Regions from separate parts of the Zea mays genome. Here region 2 is linked to region 1. Evidence: chromatin contacts called from public Hi-C data. All regions are on one chromosome and are shown on one strand. Each heading gives the region's core, a stretch centred on a gene start, on an enhancer-like site or on the middle of the called end of the contact. The rest is flanking DNA. Distances are from core to core; before and after follow the strand shown. Region 1 holds the start of LOC103636032 (protein ALTERED PHOSPHATE STARVATION RESPONSE 1). Region 2 holds the start of LOC100384768 (SIT4 phosphatase-associated family protein).

What was found. A called contact is a pair of places that touch in the nucleus more often than the background predicts.
Region 2: a contact with region 1 is called in a Hi-C map of tassel, with 2.7 times the contacts expected there. The contact joins the promoter of LOC100384768 here to the promoter of LOC103636032 in region 1. A contact is called at or near these places in 9 of 25 Hi-C or Micro-C datasets (bundle sheath, ear, endosperm and 3 more).

The regions. Positions count from the first base shown.
Region 1 is chr8:143,438,284-143,440,983 of Zm-B73-REFERENCE-NAM-5.0, reverse strand. It overlaps LOC103636032 (protein ALTERED PHOSPHATE STARVATION RESPONSE 1), which reads right to left and starts at 1,424. Exons shown (of 7, transcript XM_020543385.2): 1 at 939-1,424; 2 at 778-818; 3 at 1-699. The coding sequence starts at 475.
Region 2 is chr8:143,664,280-143,666,979 of Zm-B73-REFERENCE-NAM-5.0, reverse strand. LOC100384768 (SIT4 phosphatase-associated family protein) reads right to left here and starts at 1,297. Exons shown (of 19, transcript NM_001177224.2): 1 at 1,127-1,297. The coding sequence starts at 1,165.

The sequences.
Region 1 (2,700 bases), core at 175-2,674:
AGCAGCTGTCAGTGTCATCGTCATCATCGGTAAAATCACCCACATGGATCTCATCATCCCTTTTTCTTAATCTTATTGGACTCAAAACCAGAGGTGGTGGTGGTGGTGGGAATTCACCATCCCTCTTCTCCATCTTTCTTATGGTGGTTACTGGACTAAAAGGCAGAGGCGGCGGGGGGTGTGGCGAGGGTGGCAGTGAGGGTTCAGGAGGTGGCGGGGGCTGCGGCTGCGGCAGCGACTGTGGAGTAGGCGAGGGCGGCGCCGCAAGGCCTACCGGAGGCTGCTGTGACAAAGCAGACTCCAGCTCCACAAATTGCCGGAGAGTGGCTCCTGTGTTGCGGAGGGCGTGCAGGTATGCAATGTGCGCAGCTGCAAGCTCTGGGCGGCGGCGCACCAGCTGCTTCATGAGCCGCCTCCTGTCCTTGGAGCGCCTCACGGGCTCCTCATTGTCCACTTTAGAGCTGGAGGAACCCATCTGCCACCAAGGAACGAAAATTCCTCACTGATGGCCTTAGAAGAATGCAGACTGCAGCGTCAGCTGGAACTCCCAAATTGGCGCTCAACACCTGGGCTCCATCAAAAGTTGACTGAAACTGGCAACGATTCGCACTAAAACTCCAGAGCGTAGGGCACTGTCCAGCCGCAGCTCCTAATCATGGGACGCGCAGGGAAAATTCTCCGGATGGGTTTTACGGGTTCCTGCAAAATTGGCTGAAATTGTCCTCAATCTGAAATCGGTCCTGCTCTCCAACAATGAGTCACAACACAACGACCTACCAAGTCCTCTACTCTTGCGTCAAAACCCGATGGAACCGGCACTGAAACCAGGTAGACAAAAGAGACGACCCAGAAAACGATGAATCAGCCGCGAGAGAGAACAACATATCCCTAATTAGAACTTAGAAGTAGTGTGCTGTGGGCTGGTTGCCTTGCCTTACCAGAGAGTGGGCCCAACTGAAGAAATGTTCCACGGCCAGCAACCTGGACCATTGGCGAGATTGGGAGCTAATCCGGGACGAGGAAAGAAGGATCTAGCCAGGCGGAGGAGAAGAGTATGCCCGCAAAAGGAGAAGAGGGAAAGATGGAGGTAATTGCATCATGTGAGTCTTACCCACTCCCGAGAAGCCGTCCGTCTCTCTTTCCCCCCTTTCCTAATCCTCCCTCTCTGGCGGCCTGGCGGGCAGCAGTCAACATGGGGGTGACAGGAAGAGGAGCACCCGGCAATTGGGGTGATTGGGGGACGAGAGAGAGAGAGAGAGAGAGAGAGAGAGAGAGAGAGAGAGAGCGGGGGCGGTCAGCGGCGGCAGGCAGCGCCCGGCAGGAGCAGCAGGGGCTGGAGAGAGCAAGGGAAAAGGAAGAGAAGGCGTGGGATTCGGTTGTGCAGCAAGGGCAGTTGGATTGGATGTGGTCAGAGCTGCCAGTTTCCACCGCTGCCACTGGCGGCACTCCACGGCTTAGGCTATCCGCAGCGGTTCCCTCTAAATTTTTCCCCCTATATCACTTTTTTGCGTCACATCATCAACATTTCACCCCCTATTTTTTCATCTACCGCAGCGGTTACCCCTAAATACTCCCCCTATACCCCACTACAACTATAAAATATCACTTTCCTACCCTATTCATCATCTGTTACCATTTTTTCTTCACCTATTAAAGAACCACTGTACAGATGAACAGTGAATAGGGGGAGATTGAACTCACGCTACAGCCAGGGGAGTGCTGTTCATCTCCCACGCGTGGGGGGGCTCGCAGGGGGCCGCGCTGCGGGCGCAGGGGCGCCCCTGTAGCCGCCACTCTAGGGGAGGGGGCGGCCGCGCGGTGAGCGCTGCGGCCAGTCTTACCACTTGTATTGTAGTATCCTTCCTCGCTTTTTCGTTTTGCCTTTCCTCTCTCTCGCGTCTCGCCTCTTTGGTCCACACTCCACGTCACCCACCATCACGGATAATATGGATTAAAAACTACATAATGACACTAATTAGTGCTGCCGTATTCGTCGGAATCTGACACGGGCTACTGCCTACTGGGGTGGTTTCAGAATGATTGAGTCTAATGCTGCATCTGTATATTTAATTAAATTGAAGGTAAGCCCAATTCGTGGCAACCTACTATACTGCCATGGTGATGTGCTTTTCTGTAACGAAGTGAGAGACAAGTTTGGTTTTGCTTGTACGGTAGTGCCACGTGCAGGGGTGATAGGATTTCAGATAAACACGAGCCGAGCCACCAAACAGGTGGTCGATGGAATGCAAACGCTGGGTGCCTGTCGACACACCTACGCCTGCTGTTGTAGCTACTGCCGCCGTCCACCCACTGGTCCATTTTTCTTCTTCTAATCTTACAATCGGACATCAATCATTCAGATACTAGTATCTATCTCATGTATGTATTAGAAATCCAATTTCCAGTATATGGATTTTGAAACGATCGAATATTAAAAATTTAAACTCCGATAAAAACTATATATATATAATGTTTTGATCCATATGAGACAAACAGATGTTAGAAACTATGTGCAGCAGCGAACGCAGCCAATTAAAGATCCGAGCACGTTTTCTCAGAAGAAGGGGTGGGAATCTGAGCACGTACGATAGGGATGGCCATAGAAAAAAAACCAACATCAGTATGGTAACCCATAAAAATATAAAATGGCATGTCCACCGCATTAAAAAAAAACCAAACAAAGCTTGCCGATTGTATTAA
Region 2 (2,700 bases), core at 48-2,547, 230 kb before region 1:
ACTCAGAACAGAATACATCTAGAAAACATAATTCCCGTCGTGTTGCCGCCACCACGTCTCCAAAGGACTGGAGAGTCCAGACAGAACTACAAAAACGCCAGGACACGCCATCGACAATCGACCTTCGCATGTACACATATACCATAGGCAATAGCTAACTCATTGTGTTTTGTCGTTCGGTCTATCAAAATGTGTTTTTATATATGGTTCTGCCCAGAGCCCCTAAAGTCTCAGACACGGCCCTGAATTAATAACTCTCTTTAATAGTAAATGAGTAAAAAACACAAGGCCTCCATGGATCAAGCTATTTGCAGTGACTAAACTGACCATCGAAAGAATAAGAATGGTTTACAATGAAAGTGATCAAGTTCAAGAATCACTTCAAAAACAAAATCGGATATATATTAAGTTGCAAGCTTGTACATAAAATTACAGGTGTCACATCATTTTTATTCCATTGTATATATTATGTGACTATGCAGTGAACAAAACAGAATTTAATCCCAGTAAATCCAACGAGGGCATTTCCATGAGCATAACTAAAAAGAAATATATTGGCAAGGGCATATTGCAATGGTACACTATTCCAGCGTGAAATGCAAATACTTTCTGCAGCAGCAGCAGTGCCCTATGCATAACAAACAATTGTCTATCACAAAAGTTCATGAAACAGAATGCCACAAGATAATAGGTTCAGCATAACAAAACAAACAAAGCCTCCTCTTTGCCATAAAATGAATCTCCTGTCACACACAAATGATTCAGTCCTCCCCGAAACCTAAGCCCAATCAGAACCAAGGCGTATCATTCCTTTCAGCAGCACAAGCTCTGACCCCACTGGCACCCTCAAATCCACGGGAACAGCATACACGTACATCGATGCAAAATCACACATCTCGCAGCCACAGCGCACTCGTACACTAATTCCAGCACGAAGCTCCAAGGGAAATATTCAAAATAAGCGAGCATTGCAGCCCAACAGCCGAATCCAAAATCCAATCCACCGACCCAATCCGAAACAAGCAAACAAACCACACCAGCAGCTCTCAGCAACAGCGCCGCGCGCCCACGCTCCCAACCTGAGAAGCAACAGTGTGTAATGAGGAGCAAAGGAGGGGGAACTCACGGGCGAGGCCGCGGAGAGGCCGGTCATGCGCCAGAACATGGCGGCGGCGGTGGGAAGAACAGCAGCGGATCTAGGGTTTGGGGCGCCGGGGAGCGAGAATGGATGACGGGTCCACGCGAATTCGAGTAGCGGCGGCGAATCGCCCGGCCGGGGAGGGCAGGTCTGATGGGGAGAGCTGGCGAGCGGATCGAATTGGGATCGCGAGATGGTAAGGGAGGCGCACGCTCGCGCACCACGCACGAAGGATGAAAAAAGAGCACGCTTTTCTTTTCGGCTTCCGTTTCTTTCCTCCGTTTGGGGAAATTTGATTTGGGTTGGATTTGGGGTAAATGTTCTGCCACCGGGCGCTGTTACTTTCACCGGGGCAGCTGGCCGCTGGCCGCTGGCAGACACGTGAACGGATTGCAGAGTTTTTGCCTGATTTCTCTTCGACCCTGTTTGGCACATCTTATTTTCAGCTTTTTCACAAATTTAACTAGAAGTTATGCCAAACAACTAGCTTCTGCAGCAGCTTATCAGTTCAGCTGCTTCTCAGAATACACTAAAAGCAGCCAACAAGCAGAAACTGCTTTTCACCAGCTTATCAAATAAGCCGCTTTTTCAACAAGCGGCAGCTGTGCCAAACAGGGCCTTCTTGTCGTTTGAGACTTGTACGGGGAAATTTGTTTCGAAGAACTACCCAATATTTTTTATTAATTTGCTTTCATGTATATATACTTAATTAAATAAAATTGTGTCATACTTCTTTCATTTTAAATTATTGTAAACCCTAATATAAGAGTCTCAAGACTTGAATCATTCAATAATAATAATAATAATAGAGATTACTTTGATTCTGTGTTTTATGATGGGGGCATATTTCTCTTTAAAAGTAAATAGGGTTAATCATTTCCTATAATTAATCTTGGTGATTGATGACCAACGTAAACACGTGGACTAACTATTTTGTCTAGAATTCATGTATTACAGGTGCATAAGGTTCAACATAAACCAAGAAAGGAATCAAGTTAAAGACACAATTTAATTGGAGCAAAAGAAACTTGAGTGTGCTGAAAAATGACGCATCGGACTGTCCGGTGCACCAATGTCGTACAACTCAAAACCAGCCCTCTCGAGAATTTGAAGACGTGCTCCGCTATAATTCACCGGACCGTCCGGTGAGCCAGCGGAGCAACGGCTCTCTGCGCCAACGGTCGACTTTGCAAAAGCAAGATTGTCGCAACAGAGTCAGAAGCACAGAAATCAGAGGGCACCCGACTGTCCGGTGTGGCACCAGACTGTCCGGTGTGGCACCGGACTGTCCGGCGCAGCTAGAAGACAAACGTCTCCAACGGCCAACTGCTCAGAAACCTAACGGTTGCGCTGACGTGGCGCGCACCGGACAGTGCATAGTGGTTGTCCAGCGCGCCCATCGCCAGCAGAATTCAGCCAACGACTAGAAGTGGTTGGGAGGCTATAAATACCCCCAACCACCTCATTCACTTCCATCCAAGCATTCTGAATTCTTCATTCATTGCAAGAGCAAAAGCCCAACACTCCAAGACACAATCAAAGCAATCAATCCACTCAAAGCC